Regions from separate parts of the Mus musculus genome. Here region 1 is linked to region 2. The links are chromatin contacts, called in public Hi-C maps. All regions are on one chromosome and are shown on one strand. Each heading gives the region's core, a stretch centred on a gene start, on an enhancer-like site or on the middle of the called end of the contact. The rest is flanking DNA. Distances are from core to core; before and after follow the strand shown. Region 1 has its middle 54 kb from the start of Tnfsf11. Region 2 overlaps Enox1 (ecto-NOX disulfide-thiol exchanger 1).

What was found. Hi-C and Micro-C count contacts between places; a contact is called where the count stands out from the background.
Region 1: a contact with region 2 is called in a Hi-C map of the MNK3 cell line, with 5 times the contacts expected there. The contact joins two enhancer-like sites. A contact is called at or near these places in 2 of 39 promoter capture datasets (hippocampal neurons and pre-B cells) and 2 of 484 Hi-C or Micro-C datasets (CD4 T cells and the MNK3 cell line).

What each region holds. Positions count from the first base shown.
Region 1 is chr14:78,250,553-78,256,958 of GRCm38.p6, forward strand. No RefSeq gene overlaps it. Among named protein-coding and RNA genes, the nearest start is that of Tnfsf11, 54 kb to the right of the region's middle. Within about 2 kb of position 4,104, at least 2 of the 459 cell types and tissues checked have an H3K27ac peak or open chromatin away from gene starts, as enhancers often do. A contact at or near this core is called in the MNK3 cell line, where this site is marked.
Region 2 is chr14:77,463,205-77,469,749 of GRCm38.p6, forward strand. The region is part of intron 5 of Enox1 (ecto-NOX disulfide-thiol exchanger 1); the gene reads left to right. Among named protein-coding and RNA genes, the nearest start is that of Gm6994, 40 kb to the right of the region's middle. Within about 2 kb of position 1,772, at least 18 of the 459 cell types and tissues checked have an H3K27ac peak or open chromatin away from gene starts, as enhancers often do. A contact at or near this core is called in the MNK3 cell line, where this site is marked.

The DNA.
Region 1 (6,406 bases), core at 2,854-5,353, 790 kb after region 2:
CACAATCGGAGTGTAAATATGCTTCTCCTCCTCTCCCCTAAGCAGATAGATACTGGGTGTGTGCTCTTTTGTGTTTGCTTGGCAAGGCCAATGTCTTGATAAGGTTGCTTACAAATGAAGACGGTGGTGCATTTCGTTGGCTTTTCTGCATCTCAGACCAGAAGAGCAGCACTCTACTAGGCGACCCCCAGTCACTGTTTAGCAGTCCTGCTGGTCCTTATTTATACTGTGGCAGCATAGGGGGCTGCCAGAGTTCCTCCACGTAGAAGGTGTGGTCCAGTGACAGTGATAACTGCCCGTGCTGTCCCTGTGTAACTGGGATCGTGCAGGGTATGGCTTACTCCAGGAAGGTGCAGCGAGCAGAACAAGTTAACGGCAAGGAAAGGGCAGTGTTTTCAGGTATATGGATGAACTTGGCCTCTGGGCCAGGGCAATGCAATTCTCCTTAATAGTGACTCATGCACTGTTTGTGCTTTCATTAGCATCTACTGTTGCGTGTGGAAATGAATACTGGTGCTAACTGGTGTCTACCCACGGTGCAGTTGTGAACATTAAAGTCCATGAAGTTCAGAGGAGAAAAGTGGGGATCACTAGGGTGAGTAGGAAGGAGGTAACGATGGATAGATATTAAAAATAAATAGCATATTTACATAGTGTTGTACAAATATATAAAAATTGCATACAATTCTATCAATGTATGAAATTTTCAAAGAATATGTAAAATGTCATTAAAAAGATAGGGTCATATTAAACCCAGGTGCTTTGTATGATAAACTTAAAATAAGCTGAAATTTTTCAATAAAACAATGTCTTTAGGTCACCTACAAATGTTCTGATACTTGAGAAAGCATCACAAATAAAAACAAAAATAGTTAGTCTTTTTAAAGATATATTTATTTTTAATCTATATGTATTGAGTTTTGCCTGTACCATACAGATGCCTGGTGACCACAAAGCTGGAAGAGGGCACTAGATCCCTGAAACTGGAGTTATAAGTGATTGTGAGCCATATGTGGGGTGCTGGGACCCGAACCTGGGCCCTCCAGAAGAATAGTCACACTTGTAACTGCAGATTCATCTCTCCAGCCCTGAAAGTTACTGCTCTGTCCTGAAAGTCGAGTGGCTCCTGGCAGTGTCCTGGAGGCTCACAGCTCAGATTTACCCCTCCTTCCCCTACCCTCTGCACAGAGTCTAGATTTCTTTTGTGTCCGCCCTTTGTGGTGCCGTGAGCATTAAATGAGTCAACGCTTTTGAAACATTTTGCACCTCATTTGGTGCATAATCGATGGTAATTCTCAGAGAGTACTGATTAGAGAGCACTGTGCACTCTACAGGTCACCCTTACTTACATGATGAAACGCTACCTCCCTCCCTCATGTCACTGTCCTGAGAGACAAGGCCTTTTTTCCCCTGTAAAGTAAGTTTTAAAGTTAGCATACAAAGCGATGGGCTCCATCCTAGCATTTTCATGCATGCCATTATCATCTTTACCCACCTCCACCATTGCCCTTCCCTGCCTGCTCCGCTTCCCTCCTGCAGCCCCACCCCACAGATAGCCCCTTCTTCTGTTCTTATGTCACCTGAATTTCATCCCTCTCTCTGTCTCTTTCTCTCCCTCCCTCTCCCTCCCTTCCTCACCTTCCCTCCCTTTCCCTTTCCCCCCACCCCCCGTCCCCTTCCCTCTTCCTCTGTCTCTCCCTCTCCTCCTCTCCTTCCCTCTCCCTCTCCCTCTCCCTCTCTCTCCCTCTCTCCCTCTCCTTCCCCCTAACATCTTTAAAAATCTCTTTCCTCTCCTATCATGATCACCTTCCTGCTCTCATGACCTCTCCAAATCTGAGAACATGAGTTCAGGCCCACATCATTCACACAAAATGCCAGGCACAGCACAGCATATCTGCAACCCCAGCACTGGAAGGCAGAGACAGGACCCTGTGGTTTGCTGCCCAGTTAATGTACTGAATCTGCCAGTGTTCACTCAGTGAGAGAGCCTGTCTCAAAAAAATAAGGTGGTGAGAGGCGGGAAAAAGCCACTAGCTCTTGACCTTCGGGACCCCATTTCCATTTTCACACACATTTACCCATTCACACAAGCACATACACACATAAAAATTTTTAAAAAATCAGTGGTTAGAAACATGCTTATACAAAATCCTGTTCTTGATATTACAGCAGCTTTACTCATAATCAAAACTAATGGAAATCAACACATCTATCAATAAGGTAATAAACCTACCATGGTCTGTCCATGTACTGATATTATCCTATGATTAAAAAAAAAACAAGCTATCAATTTATAAGTTGACACACAGCTGCCCTTGTTTGCACATTACTCTAAGCGAAAGAAACCTATGGGAGGTTGCATGCTATAGGATTCCAAATAGGAGATATTTCAGAAAGTCAAACTATTCAATGAAAGTTGATGACTGTGAAGACAGCCTAAGACACATAGTGCAACCCTGTCTTCATCTTTCCCCTGGAAATGATAAGATTAGGGTACCAAAGTTAGCTTACCAATTGTAACAAATGTGCTACCCTAATGCAAGATGTTGACAGCAGGGGGAGTGGAGTTAGGCTTAAAGGACTTCGGGAATTCTGCACTCTCTACTAGGTTTTTCTATTAAATTACTCTTAAAAATCAAGGCTATTCATAATTCATTCTTAAAGGTCATTCAGTGTAGGTGAATCGCCGTGCATCAAATGCAGCGGGTGCTGGCTGGCTTGTAGGTCAGGTGAGTAATATCTGCAGAGATTGGAGCTGGGTCCTGGAGAGTGGGGAGCCAGGAGTCTCACCTTAAAGGCCATAGAGAACTCGTCCATGGGGCAACTACACAATCAGAGAAGCCTTTTCAAAGGGTGACTCTGACCACAGACTTCATGAGGAGAAACAAGGAGAGGCAGGAAGCCAGGTGCTGCAGCAGTTGTTCAAAAGCAAAAATAACCAAAAAAAGAAAAAAAAAAGAAAAAGAAAGAAAGAAAAAAGAAAGAAAGAAAGAAAGAAAGAAAGAAAGGAAGGAAGGAAGGAAGGAAGGAAGGAAGGAAGGAAGGAAGAAAGAAAAGAAAAGAAAAGAAAAGAAAAGAAAAGAAAAGAAAAGAAAAGAAAAGAAAAGAAAAGAAGAGAAAAGAAAAGAAAAGAAAAGAAAAGGCACAAGGAAAATGGGTACTGGAGATGATAATCAGCCTCTGCTTGAAGCCACCAACTGCCCCCATGTACCCTCCAGGTTACAAGGACTACATTTATTCTGCTCCCAAGGCGGATGCTTAAGCGTCTTCTGCATGTGCCTTTCACAGAAACGCCAAGGTTTTTGGACGATGTGAAGTCTTGTGTCCAGGGCTAGTGGCCCGGGATGTACTATCCAATGGGCATGTTTCCTGACACCATCCCAGTATTTAGCCCATGGTAAAGGACTCAAACATGAAATTAAAACCCCATTTAGGACTAGGGTGAATGGGAGGCAATTGTTATGTTTCTTACAAATGTTGAAATCTCCCTGGGAAAGACTTGAGACACATCTCAGGCAAGTTAGAAAAATTCCTTCGGTTGTAGACAGTGATTCTCACATCTGAGAGAAATTGCTTTGAACGCTGACCTCTTGGAGACTCTGCTTGCCCTAAATTTCTGTGGCCACAATGCTAGCGAGAGTGGGGGCACATGTCCTCCTTGAGGCTGCCCAGTCTTCCTGGGGCCTTCGTTACGGATCAGAAAATTATAGCTTATGCAGACCAGGTTTGTGGTTTCTTTGATCACATACTGCTCTCAAAATTCTTCGCAGTTTTCTGGGTTACTTGCTTCTAGTCATTTTCATGGACATGTAAGGATAGCCAAAACCTTGTCTACATAAATCGTCAGCTTCTGTATATGCCTATATTTACCCATGTCTGTACTTGGATTATTTTCTTTCCAGTAGCAACTTTGAGGCCATGTGAAATAACAGGCTTGTGTGAGACAACAGTATGTTTAATTCTGTGCTTGCCATCTGATTGGCTCTTCTAATTCCATTAACAACAGATCCCAGAGGAAGGTCCATAGATAACGTATTATCTTTCTGTTTATGATGTGGAAATAGCTCTATGATGACTAAATTACTGGACTGCTGGTCTATTCAGGTTGAAGTTGCAAACACAAGGGAGGTCCCTACCACAGAGTACTTCCTGCCATTTCTGCTTGCACACTGGTAAATTCCTGCCAAAATTCATCTTTCTCACCAACAGCATCAAGGAACAGCCAACAGAAACCAGCATTTTGATTTTGTCTCACTATTTCCTCCAGAGGTCCAAGTGCTGGTAAGCTGGTAGTTGTCTTTCAAAGTTATCCTGGGAACAGCTTTTCTCAGTGTACCGCCATTGTTTGAGAAATGTGACCAGACCCCACCCTGCAACATCTGTTTCCTTGTTACCTGCTCCATAACTGTTTAAGTGTGGATGGTATAATGCAATGTCTCTGTTGTTCCTTTAGGATATGAGTGGCACCAGTTCATGTTTAGATGCAACTCAGGCAAAGATATTGTTAACAAAGACCTCAAGCTGCAGTGTTGTACAAGGCTTTTCTCTGCAAAACTTAGGGGTACTGTTCCTTAGGTAGAAACTCATGATCTTCATTTACAAGGTTGCCCAGGATTGCAAGTCATTTTGGTCTTACTTCTACACCTGCTAAGGTTCTAAATGAGCTGAGTTGGTTCATGAATGTGTGTGTGTGTGTGTGTGTGTGTGTGTGTGTGTGTGTGTGTGTGTATAGTCTAACTTCCAACTCCAAAGTAAGTAACAGAAACAGGACAGACAAGCAGTTAAAGGAACCATCTTAAAATGAATGTTAATCTCAGGTTAGTCTCATAGTCATTTGGAGGCAGACGGGAGACAATGTGTCTTTGCAGAGTTATGTGAGTCAGCCATCTGTTACTAAATGCAAGGAGACTGCATAGATAGGTGCTAAAGACAGCCAGAGTCCTTCCACACCAACAGGTGATGAGCATTTCCTAATACCATCTTGGAATTTTGCAAACAGAACATTTATTTCTTGTAGAATAGTCTATCACATTCCTTTTTCAATGAATATCATTTCCCAAGTTGAGCTATAATACAAATGCTTTATTGAGCATATTTAGCAGTCTTTTTTGGATTTATTTTATTTCTAATTGTATATATACACACACATGACATACATGCATATGTGTGCAGTTGCCTGAGGAAGCTAGAGAGAGGTCCAATACGTGCACTATGGATGAACTAGGCTCCTCTAGAAAGGCAATCCATGCTCTTAATCGCTGAAGTATCTCACTGGCCAATCAGCAATTTTTTTATACACATGTTTTGACCACTCATTTAAAAGAAATTCTTAGATATGAAAATATTATATGTAGCAATATTTTTTAAAGATTTATTTTTCAGTTAAATGTATAGGTGTGTGTGTCTGAAACTGAGTATATGCAGGTGGCCTCCAAGGCCAGAGGCACTGGAGCCCTAGAGTTGGCGTTACAGGTCGTGAGCTGCCCAGTGTGGGTGCTGGGTACTGAACTCAGGCGCTCTAGGAGAGCACCAAGTGATCTTAATGGCCAAGTTGATGCCCTAGCTCACTGAGCATCTTAAAGACAGCCTGCTTGCCTTTTCGAATGATCATAACAATTTATAATTCCATCTATAGTATAGAAATATGCCTCTTTCCCAAATAATCACTAGTATTCTAACATTCTTACTTTAAAATTTAGCTTTATTAAATACACATTTGCTTCGGGAGATGCCCTTTACTCTATAAAATGAAATCATCAACCACAAATATTTGTTGACCCCCAACAATAATATTTTCTCTAAAAGACTAAGGCAAATACAGTGATTTTAAAAGAGCTTTTATTATTATTATTTTAAGAAAATGTTTGAAGGGTAAAGGTTGGGGAGGAGAATTAGGCTTGAGCTTGCTAGATAAATTTTAAATTGTATGAGTGTGCAAAACTGGTTTTACTAATTTAAAACACTTTTTATACTGGCAAATTTTTTCAACTAGAAAAATCTAAAAACTGAATTACTAGTAAAAAACATAGAATGTCTCATAAGAATTTTTTTAAATTACAGAGTAACCTAAAGAAAATCAGTCTTTAAAATATTCAGGGAGCTAGAGAGTCGGCTCAGCCATTAAGAGCACCTGCTGCTCTCCTACAGTACCTGAGTTCAACACCCAGCACTCACATTGGACAGCTGTTCTATTCAGGTTGTAACTCCAAATTATACCAGAGTCATTTAACATTTCCAAATACAGTTACCCAATCATTCATGTGTATATGTATATATGTATATGTATATATGTATATGTATATGTATATGTATATATGTATATATGTATATATGTATATATGTATATATGTATATATGTATATATGTATATATGTATATATGTATATATGTATATATGTATATATGT
Region 2 (6,545 bases), core at 522-3,021:
GTTTGAGATCACTTTACAGAAGAGACTTTTTTTGCCAGCTGTAAGCTTATTTGAATTGTAATATAAGTTAATAATGTGTGAAATAACCAGAGGTGCCTACTTCTAGATGTTAATTGTGCCTACTGACTCCCTGAGTTGGTGCGTGCCCAGACCATTCATTGGCATCACCTAACATCTTGCATTAAAACCTGTACTGGGGGAAAAATGTGAAAATTAACTTATTTTGGTGGCAAAGACAAATGGAATAGTGCCGCTTCCACTCCAAACCCCAGAGAAAAGGCTGGTGCATTATAGACCTAGAATTTGAAGAAAAAAAAATCAGTGATTAATTAATCATATAACATGGCACTGAGGACAAAACACACTTACCTCTTGTGTGATTTCTGCTCGAAATCATCATTGAATCCATTGAAGCTGTAACCCCGGAGCCCTGACTGTGGCTTCCCCTCACATCTGCCTTGGTATCAGGCCACCCAGTGTCTTCAGTAGATTCGACATGAGAGAGAAGGGCCTTTGCTATCACTGCTTTGTGACGTATCTCTATATTGTAGACCACATTGTTCATGATGCTTATGGTACGCCGACTGAATCACTGGCCGAAGTGATTCACCTTTTCAATGTTTTAAGAAGTCATCTCCAAAACAGTGGTTGTTCTATTTTCTCCTTTTAGTAATCATTGGCCTGGTACGTGGTTCCATGCAGCCTCTAAGATGTATTGCTTCAAATATAAACTTAATTATCTAGAAATAAATGTAAGTTTGATTTTTTTTTTTTTTTAGCTTCATGCCTGGCCTTTCTTTCTTTTCTCCCTGTTTGGAATTCCATCTAACTCAGTTCCACCCAGCCCTCCAGGACCTCCTGAAACCTTGCATGCCTGTGGCAAGTTTTCTAGCCAGCTCAGGCCTTTGGCCACTTCCTCTGTAAGCTTGCCTTTGTGGTCAGTTGTTCCAATCATTTTGTTTTTAAAAATAGTGATGTCGGTAGCTGGTAATGGTTGGTGACCAGAATGCAGACACGACAGGGGAGAAACATGAGTGACATGTAGAATCACAAGGACCAGCCACAGGTGGTAGAAACGAGTTTTTCCACCGAGGCATATTAAGAAATAACAATTGTTAGCTGTAATGCTAATAATCCAAACCAAACTCACTCCTACCGCTACACCTGGGAGGGACACAGAAGCAGACTCCAAGTACAAGTCCACGTTTTTAAAGAATCTGAGGTCACAAGACTCTTGTCTTGTTTTCTTGTAGTTTTTGAACTCAAAATTCCCCTCACATGACCCATTCTTGGACCATGTTCCAATACATACATACATACATACATACATACATACCAATAAATATAGTTTGTGTGTTCTGTTTTTATGTATGAAGTAGATGTTGGCATGCTGCATTTTTTAAGGCAAAGCTCATAAAGAGGATTGTTGTTGTTGTTGTTGTTGTTGTTGTTAGAAGGGGCTGTTTGTAGACCTGTAATTTGAATCTTGGTAAATGTAGCATATTCTTTCCAAGGCACCCCTGCAGTCCTGCTGGGGTCATTAGAACACTGTTCCTCGGGCCCAACCAGATGATTTCTGTGAGCAGCCAGAATTGAGATCTACTGGTATCAAGGAAACTTAAAGGGCATTAAGCCCATTCACCCATCTGGTGCTTCATCGCTTTCTGCATCTGTTTCGTGATGACAGACAAGCACTTCTGATACACGGATTGAAACCACAACTGGTGGCATCTGTGTCACACACAGTCCTCTCTCAAGCTGCCACTCAAGGTGACCCAGTTTGAGGGCTGTTGAGAGAGCACTCTGATATCAAAGTCCAACCTAGTGGAACATCGTTCAGTCCTGGGCAAACCAAAACTGTTGTTTGCAGTATGGCCAACTGACTCATGTTTGGATGACACAGCATTGAGTTTTGACATGCCTTCTTCTGGTAAAAGGAAAAGTGTGCTGCTTTGGATAGACTTTCTGAATGGAAAGATAAGAACAGTTACAGACCTTGAAACCTTGGCAGTCTGGAGAGAAGAGACAGGCTTGGGAGCAAGGGAAGGGAAATATTGTAACAGATTCTCAGGGACTTTCTGAGTAAAGCAAAGGAAAGAGTATAACAGATTCTCACGGACTTTCTGAAGTTAACACCACACATAATGGCATCAAAGTATTCATTGACTTTTTATGTCCTGTATGTAGATAAACTAAGAAAGATTCTGTAATGAAGCAAGAGTAAAGAGGGAAGCTGAAAATTGTGTTTATAATCAACTATAAATCCATAAACTCCTTGAGAATTAGTTTTGTTTTTTAAATGAAGAGGAGACTTCCGGCAACTGCATGGAAACTTGCTGACAGCTGATCCCTGGGTCCTGTTAGGATCTTGATCTGCTGCATGTCCTTGTGACACTCAGGACAGCCCCTTCCTTTGAGATAAAAGTAAATGTCAGTAGGTTAATAGAAAGGGGAAAATGTTTTGACTTTTAATGGTTTGGTGTATATGATGGCGTTGAAATGATCATGAGAATCCCTTCGGGTAACATCTTGCTGTCCTAATATGGTCCTACAGTCTAAGAATAAACTTACCCCATTCCTGCCTCCTACACTGATCACTGAGCATTCGGTCTGATCTGAGTGCCACACAGTTGATTCATTTCATTCACTGATTGCCAAAATGGCCAGATGTGTTTCCAGCAATCTGACTGTCTTCATAACCAAATCAAATCAGTGATGCAGCGATTCAGCCAATGGTTGAGTGTCCAGCTGTCCTGGATGCAGCTAGAGATGAGATATTAAGCTATGCTTGGAAATGTCTAGTTTTATTGAAATCATCATAGCTCTTCCTGCCACTCTGTAATTTATATGACGCTATAGGAGGAAGCATCAATAAATAGAAACATTAGCAGATTGTGCTCTGACTTCTTTCTTAATGAACATCTCTAGCTGGATTTGTAAAATGCAGGGAAACAAGTTAGAATCAAACATTGAACATCAACTCATAGCATCTTTCCGTAGTTCATTAGTAGGCATTGCCTGAGAGAAATAAAAGAGGAGGCTCCATAGCCATATAAGTTCACATAATGCCAGGTAAAACGAGATCAAACAGGCATGTTAGAGAAGATATTGTAGTCTAGACCTTCCAGGATGGTAGAAAGGGGGTCAAGAGATGGTGACCTGTTTGTACATGATCTATAGAACTCCCCCATGAATATTTAGGGGGACTCCATCTGACCTCCTTACTTTGCAGTTACACAAACTCCATCCAGAAATGTGAAACAGAGACAGAGGCATCCCTTCTCTTATATGTGTCTATCTTTCAGTATATACTACATATAAGAGTATCTTAAATATAAATTAATTGTGAAAAGTCAGTAGCCACTTAAATAATACCTTCAATATAAAATAGAGACTAACATGTAAAGATCCAGAGAAAAAGAAAGGCAGAGAGAAGAGGAGAGGAGAGGAGAGGAGAGGAGAGGAGAGGAGAGGAGAGGAGAGATGAGACGATATTAGGGGGACTTGGAGAAGATTCTTGGTGAAGCAAATGAAGAACTTTCAAAACTTCATAACATCTTTCAAAAAGATGAGAAACACTACTATAGTCATCACCTAAAATGAGCATTCTATATACAAAGGGAAACAATCAGAAAATAAGTATATATGAAATAAGGATTATATGCATGATATAATCATAATCTGCATTAGACATATGTATTATATAATAATGTATACCAATATATTATATATAGACTTAGTTTTACATATATGTGTGTATATATTCATACATGCATTTATATGTATGTATGTATGTATGTATGTATATACACATACACACACACACACACACACACACACACACACTTATATATGAATATAGAAACTAAAGGCAAGCAGATTTCCTAGGAAGCAAATTGGCAATGAGTGATGGAGGATGGGTTGGGGTTGAAGTAAAAAACATAAAATTAAACTAGTAGATTCATCCATAAGGTTCAAGTTTTTTTTCCAAAGGAGTTCCAGAAAGAGAAAAAAACAACTCCGTGGGATCCAGGATAAAAGGTTATACAACACATTTAAAGAGAGAACTGCAGGCGTCTCCAGGTGTGAAGGGACAGGAAAGTAGCAGACCACTGGATAACTGAGGTCCTGATGGTGCTCAGTGCGACACTCCAAAGCAGCAAGATTAAAAAGGAACTTCCAGATCCTTCAGAGAAATCACAAAAGTCACACACGAAAGGGCAGGGATAGCAATGGTGTGAGCCTTCTCAACAGCAAGTGCTGGAGTACAGCTTAAACCTCCCAAGAGAAGTTTCCGCCTTCCTTAGAGAGCGTTTTACCAGGTGAAGTAGCAAATAACTCTGCGTCAAGTTAAGACATTCTCAGATATGCATGGTCTCAGCAAACGAGCCTCCCGTGGACTTTCCCAGGAAACGACTAGGGAGCGTGCTGTACAAACACAAAGATGTGAAGAGAAGACACCAAGGGAGCCAGGAAAGGGGGGCACCCAACACTGACTGACACAGAGCAATCTCAAGACAGTGTTAAAAGGAGCTCCGGTCAACTCCCCTGTGTCAAACAGACTGGTGAGGCCTCTTGACTGGGAAATAGATCTGACAGATGAACTGGCTGGCTTGACATTATTTCAATTTGTAATTCTTTTGGATGGCTTAAAAACATTATAATAAGCCCCAAAGAGTAAAAGATAATAGCTATATATCTGAAGTGCATCCTTCTGCTACTTGACTTTATAGTGCGCAAGACTACGTGGTCATAGGAGTGTAAATTGAATATTCATATAATCCCAAATTGCCTGAGACATAGGAAAATGAGGGGAGAAAGCTCGTTGAGAGGTAGTAATGGGGTAAGAATAGCCAATTTGTCTTCATTTTATATATTAGTATGTTATTGGATAGTGTCTGCATGGTATGATATTTAAAATGTCAGTGTGTATGCTACTTAAATAGAAGACAGCAAGCATGAGCTACAAGTAGTGTGCTCTGTGATGGGATTGAGTCTCGTGCAGGTTGTGGCCAGGGTTGGAGTCATTTATAAGGAGACTGTTGATGAGCCAAACTGAGAACAGTTAGGGGGGGAGGCAAATGCCCTACAATGTAAGAAGTTGCTCAATCTAGCAAATGGATAGTTTTCCTAATTTTTTTTAAAGAAGTGGAAGGAGGAAAGGAAAGAGAGAGGAAAAGAAAAAAGAAGAAAAACTAACAGAGAATGAGAGTGATTTCCTCACAACAGGAAGGGCTTGGGAGAGAGGGAAGGGTCAGTACTGGCTTAGTGCAGTTATGAGTCTTGCAGAATTGCTATAGGATGTGTTACAGCGATGAATGTTAATGTTAATTCTTAAAGTTTAAGACTCAAAAGTTAGGGCTGGAGAGATGGCTTGGTGGTTACGAGCTCCGACTGCTCTTCCAGAGGTCCTGAGTTCAATTGCCAGCAACCACATGGGGGCTCACAACCATCTGTAATGGGATCTGATGCCCTCTTCTGGTGTGTCTGAAGACATCGACAGTGTACTTAACATAATACAAGTAAATAAGTCTTTTTTTTCAAAAAGAATTAAAAATTAGTTGAATCACAAAGAGAAGTTATACAACTACAGTGTACACCCACATACCACACATATACACTAACCACACACACACATACTCACCACACACACACACACACACACACACACAAAACTAAGAACATGATGGTGCTTTTCTTGTTGTCTTTCATGTTTCATGTCTAATGACAAAGTAAGCACCCAGGCCCCTCAGCTGCTCTTACTACAGCCCGCATTCCCTGTCATCTGGTCCAACTATCCACATTCTACAGTTGAACTAGAGCTGGCTAATTGGTGATTTCTTGTGAAACGTGTACAAAGTCTCCATTTTCCTTGCACAGGGTCTTTACCTATACTGCAGTTATGGCTCACACTCAAGAGCATCACTGATCTTCACTACCCAGGGTCTCTTTGTCCTGCTACCTGGGATACTTTAGTTCATTGGTTCTCAACCTTCCTAACTATGCTGTGCTCCTTCAATACAGCCCCTCATGTTGTGGTGACTCCTAACCATAAAATTATTTTCCTTGCCACTTCCTAACTGTAATTTTGCTACTGCTATGAATTGTAGTGTAAATATTATATATTTTCTGATGACCTTAGGTGACCCCAGGAAAGGGTTGTTCGACCCCAACAAGGTCGTGATCCACAGGTTGTGAACTACCGCTTTGACTGCTCTTTCTGGGCTCTGAATCTTCCCAGAGGGACCTGTAAGGCTTTCAAAGGATGGCCCTGCCTTGGGCACCACCACCCACACACTGCTTCGAATCATGGGTGTTTCTCCCTTCCCCAGACTATGAAAAGGACCTGGAAGGTCATTAGAACAGATGCCTTCCTGAGCTGATCCTTTCTCCCTCTTTTGTCCCGCCTGGGAGAAGAACACTGATCTAACCTCGATATTGTCTCAAATACTAATTAAATGAGTAAACTAATCTCTTATTAAATGTGAAATCTGTTCCATCATATGGCCCAGCACTAAACATCTGCATCTTCATAAATAAATATT